Linked DNA regions of Mus musculus: region 2 is linked to region 1. Evidence: chromatin contacts called from public promoter capture Hi-C data. All regions are on one chromosome and are shown on one strand. The core of a region is the stretch at or near the end of the contact, and the rest is flanking DNA. Distances in the headings are between cores, read along the strand shown. Region 1 has its middle 6.7 kb from the start of Lgals3. Region 2 overlaps Fbxo34 (F-box protein 34).

Region 1 (6,938 bases), core at 2,833-5,332:
CATGCATACCTGTATGCCTTGTGTGTGCTCGGTGCCTGGGGAGACCAGAAGAGGACCTGAAGTGACAGACAGTTGTGAACCACCATGGGATGCGATGCTGAGAATCCAATCCAAGTCTTCTGGAAGAGCAGTCAGTGTTCTTCAGTGCTGACCCACCCTCCAGCCCTCACAGTGCTTCAAAAGAGAAAACAATTCAAATAGCAATTTTTATGATTTTTAAAAAATATATCTTATTTATCTTATATATATATGTTGAGTACACTGTAGCTGTCTTCAGACACACCAGAAGAGGGCATTGGATTCCATTACAGATGGTTGCTAGCCACCATGTGGTTGCTGGAAAATGAACTCAGGACCTCTGGAAGAGCAGTCAGGGCTCTTAACCACTGAGCCATCTCTCCAGCCCACAATTTCTAAAATCAAACGCTCTGACACAATGCACTAATCTGATGCTTACATGCTAAATAATGACACAAATATTAAAAGTCTTTGCTTCCTAAAAGTAAGCCACTATGTTTTTCTAAGAGCAAAAAGTCTCGAACAGCAGAAACACTGCTTCTCACGATGCAGAAGCATCCGGAATCTGAGCCACGGTGTACCAGCCAGACAGCACGCACAGGGCAAAGTGTACGCTGTGTGTCCTGAACTAAGGCTGCAATGAGATCCTGCATGGGTGAAGACTGCCAGAAACCCCTCAGATTTGTCATCTGCTTGATTTGGAATTAATCTGTCTGGAAAGCCTTCAGTGTCATCACCCTCTGAATACGCTCCACATTTAGTGACCCACAGTCCAAAACGCTGAGTCTTGGAATACCAGAAATATGCCAAAACTTCCACGTATCCTCTACCTTCTGACTCTCTCACCCCCACCATTAAGACCTTGCATTGTCCCTCCAAAACAGTGGTTTTCAACACCTGGGGGGGGGGGTTGAACGCCCTTCTTATAAGGGGTCACCTCAGACCATCTGCATATCAGATATTACATTCTGATTTGTAGCAGTAGCAAAATTACAGTTATGAAGTAGCAATGAAAATAATTTTATGGTTATGGTGTCACCTCAGCATGAGCAACTGTATTAAAGGGGGTTGCAGGATTGGGAAGGTTGAAAACCACTGCAAAAAGACCTGCACTCTCTGATCTACCCGCACCATAGTCCTGCGGCTCACAGAACAGACCCAATGTCTCCCTGCCCCGTCTCAACCCCTACGTCAGCTACTTACTACCTGTGCAACCCCGATCGATTTATGTAACTCCCTATGCCTCTGTTTCCTCATCATACAAGTGGAAATAGTTATTACTCACTGATAAGCTGCTGTGAGAATTACACGAGTTAAAGGACAGAAAATGCCTAGCTTAGCTCCTGCCGTGTAATAAACCCAAGGGCAATGTTCATTCATGTTGCTACCACACCTGGAACCCTTCTTCCCCTTGGCTTTGCTCAGGGTGTTCCACTGGCCCTGCCCGGCCTTCCTCCACTCCCAGTAGGAGTAAATTGTTCCTCTCTCTGCAGGACAACGGCGTGTGTCACATGCTTCCTCCACTCCGCCGTAGGGGGCGGGGGTGGGGTAGGGGACAGGCAGTAATTACTATCTATGTGCGCTCGTGCGCATGAGACTCAGGGTTTGGGTGCTCCTTAAAGGCAGGCTTTTGTGTCGGAGGAGAGTAGCCCTGTCGGTGATAAGGAATGAATGAACTGTCCGCAGAGGCAGACTGACTGTTGAGTAGTAAAACGGGTCAGAGTTGAAGTTGCTATTTATCACCCTTGCAGGTTCCTCCTTGCTTCCTGAAGCACCGTCTGCTCCGCATCGCTGGGAATCACTTGGCTAGCTCAGGCTTGTTTGAGCCTGGGAGGGGGTTTGTGACTTTCAGTGCTATACTGCCCATTCTCGTCATCGAAGATTGCATTTTTCATAATCTAGTTTCCTCCAACATTTGGGTTCCACTCTAGGTAAAGAACAAACAGGAGTTCCTCTCTCTACTCCAAGACTCTCGAGGCTCCCTCTCTCTTTTTGAGACAAGATCTCACTATGTAGTTCTGGCTAGCCTAGAACTTACAGAGATCCACCTCTCTCAGCCTCTCAAGAATTAAAAGCATTAAAGGCTAGGATTAAAAGCATTTGCTGCCGTGCCCAGTTTGACGTTCGTTCATTCTTGCTGAGACCATGGACTTTGAGGTCTTCGTGATTGTGAATAATATCGTTGCTGCAAGTGGTGGTAGGGTTTTTGGAGAGCTTTGAGTTACAATTAGTTAAAGGAATTAGCCCCTTCTGAAATCCACCTACCAGAGTTTGTTGCCCGAACCAAAGGTGTGACAGTCTAGCACTCCAGTGTACTCCTGTTACTAGACTGCATCATTCATAGGAAACAGCCAGGCTACGCTATGCTTCGTTGGATTCCCTGAGAAATTTGCAAGCTTGATTGCTATCCTTGTGGTTTCACAACCCATGATAGTCCCTTCAAAAGTTCAGAGAGGGGCTGGAGAGGCACTGGCTGCTCCTTCAGAGAAGCCAAGTTCAGTTCCTGACACCAACATGGCTGCTCACAGTTAACTCCAGTTCCAGGGGACCCAAACCCTCTTCTGGCCTCTATGGGCCCTCCAGACACTCATGTAGTGCAGAGATATGCATGTAGGCATTCACATATATGTATAAGAGAAAAACAATTTTTTGTAAATATAGAGAGGGCTAGGGCATTGGCTTAGTGGGCAGGAACACTTGCTGAGCAAGCCTGAGACTTGAGTTTGGATATTAGTGCCCACATAAAAAGCCAGCAGTGGTCACGCGCACCTATAACTCCAGTGTGTTTGAGGAGCAAGTGTGAGAGACTCTCCCAGGCTTGCTGGTCACCAGCCTAGCTCCAAGTTCAGTGAGAGACCCTGTCTCAAAGGCATAAGGTGGAGAACAATAGATCAGGACTTGGGGCATCTTCCTCCTTTAGTGTACACACAGGTGCACCGCCCTACCTGTACAACAAAACAACCGACAACTGACAACGGGAAATAAGACCAAAGACCGGAAAGCCAGCACGGTGGTACGTGCCTGGAGTCCCAAGTCCCAGGAGGTAGAGTTAGAGGAACCAAGTCATTCTTGCGTATGTATGCAGTTCACAGCCAGCCCCAGCTACCTGAGACCCTGTCTCACACAAATAAATAAATAAAACACAGAGAGCAAAATCCCCCATGGTTTTCTGCTTTTCTGCCCAAATCAGTTCTCCCCATCTCTCTGAAAAGATTTCGATGATTGCCAGCCAGGAAACGTGTTGAAAATATGCCCAGTGGGTTGCCAGCCAACAAGATTCAAAGCCTGTCTGCCCTGTTTCCCACACCCTGCCGCAGCCCTGGCAAGCCCCATAGTTCTGTTTGCAGTGTGAGCACTTTTATGTCAGGGGAGTGATTCTTATCAGTAGCGTTCCATGTACCCACCCACCAGTTGCCTGGCACGTCCCACCAGCTGCCCCACATGTCCCACCAGCTGCCCTTCTCCGTTGGCTCTATACAATGCTCTCTCCCAGAGAGGGCTGTTGTTACTGTTTCGTTTATTTGAGACAGTCTGGCCTGGAGTTCACTCTGCAAACTCATCAGCCTCAAACTCACACCAATCCTCCTGCTACAGGCTCCCATATGGTGGGATTACAGGCACCAGACACTATTCCCAGCTCTCGTTTTGACTCTTATTTATTTATTTATTTATTTATTTATTTATTTATTTATTTATTTATTTTCTTTTTTCTTTTCTTAGCTTTGGAGGAACAACTTATTAAGCAAGCCTATGCCTTCCTGGGGGAGAAGAGCCTGACTCGGGAGTAGAGAAAAGGACTGAGTGTGCTGACAGGAAGTGACAAGAGTCCTGAAGTCTGTAACAGTGTGACAGGGAGAACTGATAAGAACCGGTCAGGGAAGGTAGTGGAGGGTCTGTGCAAGCTTAGGCCCTAGCTCTGGGGCTACCTTGAAGGGCCACCCTAACGGCAAGTTCCCAGAAAGACATTCCTCAGAGAAGTTGGGTGGCTGGTTTGGGCTTCATGCGGAAAATCCTGGAGTTACGTAGCCATGGTAACGCGCATGGAAACCAGTGCTTTCTGGCTCATGCCTGATCCAACACACTCAGCTCTGCACAGCCAGCAGGGTTAGGGGAGCCTGCGCGCTGCCCTAGTTAGAATGCCTTTGTAGCAGGTGAGAGAAACCAGCTTTAGCCAGTCTAAGCTTTAGAAAAAAGAGGCTTAAAAAGGGTCCCGGGCAGGGTGGCCAAGAGTGGGGTGCACAGTCTAAATGCAGACATGAGATTGGGTATTTAAATATTTAGAACCCACCCAAGTATCATTCCTTTCTCCGTCAAAGCCTCCTCCCTCTCCCCTTTCCCTTCTCTCCTCTTCTTTTCCTTTCTTCTTATTTTTCTTCAAGAGGCTCTTGCTAGGTAGCCCAGGCTTAGATCAAACTCACAATGCTCCTGCCTCAGCCTCCCAAGTTTCATCAAGCTTCCTTGTCTTTGTTTTATTTTTTAAATCAAAAACTTAAGTTACAGTACAAAGGAATTTTTAAACCATTTATTTACTTACTTATTTCTAGATGTATTTATTATTGTGTGTGTGACTGAGCATCTGGTCGACGCATGAGCCTGTGCACACGCGTCACTGCCTGGAAGTGGAGGTCAGAGGACAAGCTGTGGGAGCCGGTTCTCTCTTCCCACAGGTGAGGCTCTTGGCCCCCAAGGTCTGCGTTTCATGAGTTTTTTTTTTTTTTTTTTGGTCATATGTTTGAGTCATTGTACTTCCATCTAGTCACCGCTTCTTCCTGCCACCCCCTATGCTCCAAACCTCTTTACCTCAGACCATGTCTCTCCACCCTTCACATCTAGAAGCTAACACTGCACAGGGATGGCCTCCATAACACCTGCCTGGTGTTTCTCAGGGCCCAGACTCACACTCCAGTGGGAAAACCCAAACTGGTGCCTGTGAAGTAAGTTTGTCTCTGATGCTACCAACTATAGTAGGTCAAGAAGCTCCAACAGGGCCGGGGCCACCCCTTCAAATGTGGCAGGAAGGTCATTCAGAGTGAGATGAGAAGCCACCCAATGTGTGCTGTCTGTCCTGTCTCTCTGTTCAACTAAGTGTCCTTGCTGCCTGCTTCCTCCAGTCTTCCCAGGTGCCCTTCTCAGTACATAGGTCTCGCCCAGCTATCATCCACTAAAGTGCCAGCAACCACTTTAGCTAACAGGACAATTGACTCCTCAGTCCTATTTGATAGGCTGAGCTGTGCCCTCCTTCATTCATGTTGAAGACCTAATTCTCGGTACCTTTCGATGTGACTGTATTTGGAAGTGGGGGCCTTTAAGGAACTGAGAAGTACACATGGGATCACTGGGGTGAGCCCTGATCCGGTATTGTGACTGTTGGTCTTCCATGAAGAGAGGACTGGGACATGGAGATCTATAGAGGAAAAACCATATGCGGAATATGGACAGAACTCGGTCATTTCCAAGCCAAGGAGAGAGACCAAAGAAGAAACTAACTCTCACATATCTGAGACTGTCAAAGAATAAGAAAGGATATCCCATAAAAAGGCAAGAAAGGAAGAGAGAGAGAGAGAGAGAGAGAGAGAGAGAGAGAGAGAGAGAGAGAGAGAGAGAGAGGGACGAGGAGAGAAAGAAGAGGAGGAGGAGGAGGAGGCAGTCATGGTGGTGTACACCTTTGGTCCCAGCACTTGAGAGGCAGAGGCAGAGGCAGATGGGTCTCTATGAATTTATGGCCGGTCTGGTCTACATAAGAAGTTCTAGGCCAGCCAGGGATACATACAGAGACCCTGTCTCTAAAAGGAGAAGGAAGAATAAGAGGAGGAGGTAGAGAAGGAGAAGGGGGGGAGGAGGGGGGAGAGGAGGAGGAGAGGGAGGGGGAGGAGGGGGAGGGGGAGGGGGAGGAGGGGGAGGGGGAGGAAGAAGGAGAGGGAGGAGGAGGAACATGAGGTTTTGGCCAGTCTGGTCTACATAGGAAGTTCTAAGCCAGCCAGGGATACATAGAGAGACCCTGCTCAAAAAAGAGGGGGAATAATAATAATTAATAATAATAATAGGAGGAGGAAGAGAAGAAGAAGAAAATAACTCTGTTTTTGAACTTATGGCCTACACATTTGCAATCGAGTGAGTGTCTGTCATTGAAGCACCCAGGCTACAGTGCTCTACCACAGCAGCCACAGCAAACCCTTTCATTCCCTTCCTTTGCCTTACTCTCTGTCTACTCACAGGTGCAGCTGACGTGTCAGATGCTCAGCCCTGGAATGGGCTCTGTCAGGGCAGCCATAGGGGCAGGTGTGTTGAGCTGATGTGCGTGCCAAGGCCCCGAGCTCTCAGGAGGCGCTGTTGTAGGTGTGTGGGTTTTGTGGTAGCTGGTACTAAAGGTCAGCTTGGGTTAGGCTTGTGGCAGAAAAAGGACAGAGGTGACTAGAGCCAAGGCAGGCAGGCAGGGAGAGGGGCACCTGGGATTCCCTCATTCTGTTGGCTTCTCTCTACACTAGCTGGTTGGAGCTAGCAGTGCATTCATTCTTGATGGGGCTTGGGCTGCAGCCTGGGCAGGGAGACTGTGTTACCCAGCAATTGGTATGTTACCACTGACCCCATTTTATGTGTCAGCCAGGTTTTGACAAGCTTGTCTACTGACTGAGTTACAAAGAATGGGCTGGTAAAATGGCCGAGGCATACGTTGGGTACCTACTAAGCACACCGGAAATGTAGGACCAGCTTCAGATAGCTGAGATGTTAGCAGCAGATGAACGCAGTACCTTGGCTCCAGAACATTGGAAAATGTTCTGTCTTCAAGGCACAAATTGTGTCCCCATGACACGAAGGCTCGCCTTCTGTCCCAAAGGTTCCAGGCTCCCAACTCAGAAGCCCGCTATGTGCATTACGTGCACCGAATGTCCCCAGGTCAGCTCTGATTCTCAGTTGTCACC
Region 2 (6,228 bases), core at 2,903-5,402, 170 kb after region 1:
CATGAGTGACAGCGGGGACGGTGTCTGTGCTGCGAGGCCTCTGTCGGTGATACAGATGGTTGCCTTCCTTGAGCAGAAGGCCACTGCTCTGCTAGCTAGCTGCACAAAAAACTGCACAAATTCGCCTGCCATTGTGAAGATTTCTGGCCAGTCCCGAGGTATACCGCCTGCACCTGAGCCCTTCTCTGCTCCGGAAACTTGTGAAGAACCCAAGGAACAAGAAAATCCCGAGACTGGCAGATCCCAGGGTGAGCCAGTCCGTGTCCTTGACATGGTAGCCAGGTTGGAGTCTGAGTGCCTGAAGCACCAGGGCCAGCGGGAACCCGGGAGCTTGTCACGCAATAACAGTTTCCGTCGAAATGTAGGCAGGGTGTTGCTCACTAATGGTTCTCAGGCCAGCGACAAAAGTGAAGAGGGCTCTGCAGACACAGCCGACCCTCAGGAGAATCCCTTGCAGCCGGTATCTGTGGGTGAAGAACCCTCCGTAACTGAGCATCATTCTGTAGGGGAGCAGGCCTGGGATGGCACTTCTCAAAGCTGTCCCTCATTGCCAGCCACTGTGAGCTTCCACATGGACAGCACAGATCTAGAGCCGGGTCAGCAAACAGCTATGAAGAGCTGCAGCCGGGATGACGTAGAAATGGTGGAGGAATTTGATGAATTGCCTACAGATGCTGTCCGTCGCATAAGAAGAGAGCTTGTAACAGTCACAAAGCACAGTCCTGAGCAGAGGCAGGACCCGCTGTGCATCAGCATCACTGTGTGCACGGTAGAGAAAGACCGGCCGGCGGCTTTAGACTCCCTTGAGGAGCCTCTTCCCGGGATGCTCTTCTTTCTGTCATCTGGACAGGACCAGCAAGCGCACCCCCAGCTGAGGGAACACCCAGCACCAGAGGCCTCAGAGGCCAGTCAGCCTCAAGATGCTGCTGAGGGCAGCAGTGCAGGTGAGGAGAAAGATGCCTCTGTGGAGCCGCTCCTCCCAGCAGCCTCTCCGGGAGGGAGCACCTCGCAGGTGCTTGAGGCAGCCACGTGCAAGAAGCAGGTGTCACAGGACTTTCTGGAGACCAGGTTTAAGATCCAGCAGCTTCTGGAGCCTCAGCAGTACATGGCATGCCTGCCCCACCACATCATAGTGAAAATCTTCAGGTTACTCCCTACCCTGAGTTTAGCCATTCTTAAATGTACCTGTCGCTACTTCAAGTCCATCATTGAATACTACAACATCAGGCCAGCAGATTCTCGGTGGGTTCGAGACCCACGCTATAGGGAAGACCCTTGCAAGCAGTGCAAGAAAAAGTATGTGAAAGGGGATGTGTCCCTGTGCCGGTGGCACCCCAAACCCTATTGCCAGGCTTTGCCATATGGGCCTGGCTACTGGATGTGCTGCCACCAGTCTCAGAAGGGCTTTCCTGGCTGTAAGTTAGGCCTTCATGACAATCACTGGTTACCTGCCTGCCATAGCTTTAACCGGGCAATCCATAAGAAGACGAGAGGGAGTGAGACGGAAGAGGAGTACTGAAGTCCATGGGACAGGGAGGCAAGAGGACCGTGAAACACTTGGGCCAACCTCCAGGGCTGCGAGCTCCCCCGGCCCTTCCTGATCTCTGCTCAGCTCTGACTGCCATTGCTCAGGCATTTTAAACTGTTTCTCAGCTGTACAAGAATTTAGTTCCATGGTTTTGTATGGTGGTGCCTCACATTAAACCTATCCAGCTGTGAAGAACTCTTGCCTGTTTTCCTCCATCAAGGACATTCAGAGGTCACCAGGCAGTCTCCACAAGGGGATCCTGAGGTGGTCCAACACTGGCTCTGCACTTGGAGTGAGTGAGGAGGGAAGCACACGGTTGAGAATTATGCCTCAGAAAGAAAACCAGGCACCTTACCCTAGGCCTGTATGCTCGTTCCCGTGAGAGTGGTGACTGCAGACCGACATGCCCTGTGCTGTTTACAGTGTGTATAATGGTTGTGCTTGCACAGGGCTGTGAACGTGCACATTAAACCCGAGCGCCTTTACCTGTAGATGAGTGCTTTGGCCCCTCTGTAAATAACGTGATTAAAATTCAGTATTGTATATTATGAACAGCTGACTAAACATAATCACCACAGAATAAGACAATATCATATAATAGATTAAAATGTTGTGCATCCTTTTGTCTGGTTAAAAATTTTTTAAAAAAACTTCAATAAAAAAATAAACGTTTTAAATGAGGTCTGGTCTTAAAATAAGATTTTACTAACTTTATGAATGTTCATGTAAATTCAGGCAGTGTTGGAGGAGACCAGCCAAGGGTGTTGGACCCCCTGAAGCTGTGCTGGGAAGTGATCTGTGTGTTGTGCAGAGCAACAAGTTCTCTACTGCTGAGCCATTACAGCCCAAAGATGGATTTCGTGCACGTGCGTGTGCTTGCTCTTGAGTGTGCGCACACTAAGGTGGCAGAGCCACCACTGTGGTGGTCAAGTGGCAGGCAGTTGTGAGCCGTGCTATGAACTGGACCAGATTCCTGCCTACGTCATCTGGTCCAGATCCTTATGCATTAAGTTCTTATGCATTAAGTTGTAATTAAAAACAACAACTTGAGCGGGCGTGGTGGCGCACGCCTTTAATCCCAGCACTGGGGAGGCAGAGGCAGGCGGATTTCTGAGTTCGAGGCCAGCCTGGTCTACAGAGTGAGTTCCAGGACAGCCAGGGCTACACAGAGAAACCCTGTCTCGAAAAACAACAACAAAAAACCAAACAAAAACAAACCTTTGATGTGTGTGGGTATTTTGCCTGCATTTATGTCTGCATCACATGGTTACCTGCACCAACAGAGGCCAGAAGAGGGCATCAGCTCCCCTGGGAGTCTGAGCAGGTTTGTAAGTCCTCATGTGGTTGCTGGGAATTAAGCCCGAGTCCTCTGAAGAACAGCAGTGCTCTTAACTGCAGTCACCTCTCCAGCTCCCTTCTTAGGGCCCTTCTGTTAAAGTCTTGTTTGTGTTCAAGCCATTTGTGGTGACTCATGTCTGTGATCCCAGAGCTCTGAGGACAAGGCAAAAGAATTGCTGAGTTTGAGGCATGCCTGGGCTACAAGAGGAGACATGTCAAATGCACCCCAAAACAGGGTTTAGAAGAAGGGAGGTTAACTTTTTATATTACAAAATCATCTTTCCTTAAATGTAAGTTTAAAATCTTATCGGCTTTTAACATTTTGAGTTTTGTGCAGTGCCTGCTGTATTCCCTATAAAGTACTATTAAAGAGTTCCCACAGCTGTCCACCAGTCACTTAGAAGCCACTGGGAGTCTTCAGGCTTGAAGACAGAAAGCTGGAGCTTTGAAAACAAAATCCAAAAACACAGAAAAAAACCCTGTTATCGGCCTAAGTTGCTGGCAGGGAGGATGGACGACAAATGTGGACGACTGATGGGGAAGGGCAGTGGTTGCCTTGGAGGAGGGTACACATTTGGCCAGGACCGGCAGGGAGCAGAGTGGAGGATGGTATTTAGGTAGAGCCAGCTTGGCCTATGTTAAGCAGAGGGTCATGAGGCCAGTGGCTTCCGAACTGGAATCTAGTTTGAATTTTTAAGATTGTGTGTCTGTATACTAGTGCGTGCATTTGTCCTTGTAAGCCAGAAGAAGGTGTCAGATTCCCTACTTCTGGAATTACAAGCAGTTATGAGTGTTGAATGCCAAACTTGGGTCTGTGGCTCTTAACTGCTGAGCCATATCTCTGGTTTGGGTTTTTCTTTTATCCTTCACAGTAACGGCTGAGAGCAGGCTGAGACTGCAGTGACCCCATGCCAGCGAGGCCACCCTGACAAGTGGACCATGCTATGCTAGCCTGGAGACGCAAACTTGGTCTGACACAACGCAAGAGGCTGAGAACAGCTCATCTTCAACACATCTGCTGTTGGCTTGTGCCAAGCTGGCAATCTGAATGTCCTCTAAGTTTGTTGTGACTCATAACTGGGATAAGGCGATAACACACAGGACAACCAAGGGTGTGACGTTCCTCATGCACTGTGTGTTCAACCTTTGCTGCCTGTGGCTCTCCCACGTGGGTACACAAGACAAACAACTCTGGGTTTTCATGAGTCAGCATTGCTGACCTGGTTATCACGTGCTCTGCAGCTGTGTGAGAAGCTGGGCTGACAACAGGGCATAGGATGCCCCCAGTGCACTTGGCCTTACCTCAGAAACAGACGGCCTGCATTAACTGTGGCAGGACAAGCTTCCCAGTGCTCAACAGAGGCTTGACACCAGCCCCCACCCCCAACCCCGCCCCACCCCACCCCCACGCTGAACTCAGACTACCAGAATGTAATGCTGCTTTTGAGACTCTGTGGCCCCCTAGTGTTGGATGTAGAAATAATCCACCCTTTGGTTTTTGGTTTTAAGAGCTTGTGTGTGTGGATGTCTGTATACCACATGCATGCAGTTCTGTGGAGGCCAAAGGGGCAGTATGTCCCCTAAAGTCAGAGTTACAGGCAGTTCTTAGCTGTCCTGTAGGTGCTGGAAACTGAACCCCAGCCCTGGAGGAGCAGCCAGTGCTAACCACTAACCATGCCAGAAGCCCCCAGGCGACCGGCCCACTCTCATGTCATGCCACGGTGTTCCCGTCCTGCATTGCCAAAGGTTCAAACCCCACCCCAGCCAAAGAAAACACCCACTCTGCTCTCACAGGAGGCGCTGCTCCACCTCAGTGTTTACCCCACCACTCATTGCAACTCCATCCTTCATAGAAACTGGGAACTGGGTCCCCATCCCATTCCTGAGATGATGGTTGGACTCTTGCTACCAGCTTGGAAAGGAACCAAGGGCATGTGCATTGTATATGACTTGTAATTCCAGCAGGGTCGCCTCTTTGAGGCATATAGTGAAAGCCTCTTAACAAAACCCCTAAATGTAACGTGCTTGCCGATGTGTCTGCTCACCCTATGCACTGATGGCCCCACTGCAACATCCACTGGGAACCAGTCCCACCCCTCTGCTGTGTTGGCCAGGCTCCTCCACGTGCCCCTTTGTATCTGTGTGTGGGGTTCCCTGGACTCCCGGGGTAGCTAGTTTGAGCACTTACCTTCAGTGCCTCACAGTATACACTCCATGACATGATTACATCCCATGTTTAATCAGCAATCCCTCTATAGTTAAGCCAAATCCCCAACCCTTTTCACTTTGTTTTAAAAAGTTGTCTCAAGTAGCCTAAGGTCATCTTTACATTTATGACCCTCCTGCCTCAGCCTTCTGAGTAGCTGGGATTACAAGCATGTACCACTAGACCTGGCTTGCTAGTATCAATTCAACATGTTGACTGTTGGCAGGTTTGGACAGTTCTGGCTCATTCCCTAATTGTCTATGAAGGATGAGAAACCTGAAGAGCACTTTGCCTCTGGACATAGCAGACCCCAGGAGACCAGGCTTGTATAGAGAAGTTCTTACAGGAGAACTACTGGCTACACAGCTGCTTGTTCTGGACCATGCTGCCAGTGGCTCCCAGCAGCAGGCCCTGGGCTTCCCTTAGGCTCTGTCTAGTCATCTCTGCAGTGTGGACTTTGAGCGCCTGTTAGCCTTTTGAGGCCATCTGGACAGTTTGTACAGAAATACTCCCAACCCTTTGCCACACCCTCAACTGCTGCTATTTCTTTGGCAGACTGGTTATTTGTCTTTCTTTATCCACAGACTGCATCATAGGTGCCATAAAGTCATTTGACACTAGACCCTTCTTCACACTGAATAGTGCCAATAATGAATCAATGCTATCAACTGCTCATCAGGTCCTGTAACCATATGTTGAACACACAGTGGGATGCTATCCTTTCCTCTGGGTTCATATAGGCTAGTGTTAGAATCTCAGAACTAGCGAAGTGCCGTGTGGGAAGTACACCATCCCTTCTGACATGCACATCACTCCTAACTTTATGGAAGTTCATGGCCATCGCTGATTTGCAAAGCCTCGTGGGAAGAGCAAACATTGTGGTTAGGCACCTTTGGGTGCCTCAGGTCCATTTGTGCCTAGCTGTTGAAGCAGAGCCTTAGTGGAGCAGTCTCCCACTCTAGGTCGCTGGCCTCGTTAGGAGTAGGGAACAGAGCCACTAGTTATCAGGTGGGAAGAGAAGTGGAATGGAGCAGAAACGGCATCCCTCGTAGGATAGAGGAAGCCCACTAAAAGCCAGTGAGGCCGACAACCTGCTATTCTGGTAAAGGTGCTTGCCTTGCAAATCAAGCAACCAAAGTTTGATCCTTGGAATCCA

The links. Promoter capture Hi-C pulls out the DNA fragments that hold promoters and counts their contacts.
Region 2: a contact with region 1 is called in a promoter capture Hi-C map of hippocampal neurons, with 3 times the contacts expected there. The contact joins two enhancer-like sites. A contact is called at or near these places in 3 of 39 promoter capture datasets (3T3-L1-derived adipocytes, embryonic stem cells and hippocampal neurons), 1 of 484 Hi-C or Micro-C datasets (pre-hematopoietic stem cells), 2 of 115 datasets of contacts at active chromatin or transcription factors (effector CD8 T cells and memory CD8 T cells) and 1 of 9 other capture datasets (adipose tissue).

What each region holds. Positions count from the first base shown.
Region 1 is chr14:47,363,684-47,370,621 of GRCm38.p6, forward strand. No RefSeq gene overlaps it. Among named protein-coding and RNA genes, the nearest start is that of Lgals3, 6.7 kb to the right of the region's middle. Within about 2 kb of position 4,083, at least 141 of the 459 cell types and tissues checked have an H3K27ac peak or open chromatin away from gene starts, as enhancers often do. A contact at or near this core is called in adipose tissue, hippocampal neurons and memory CD8 T cells, where this site is marked.
Region 2 is chr14:47,529,754-47,535,981 of GRCm38.p6, forward strand. Fbxo34 (F-box protein 34) reads left to right here. Exons shown (of 3, transcript NM_001146086.1): 3 at 1-2,209. The coding sequence ends at 1,519. Among named protein-coding and RNA genes, the nearest start is that of Gm35166, 25 kb to the left of the region's middle. Within about 2 kb of position 4,153, at least 210 of the 459 cell types and tissues checked have an H3K27ac peak or open chromatin away from gene starts, as enhancers often do. A contact at or near this core is called in adipose tissue, hippocampal neurons and memory CD8 T cells, where this site is marked.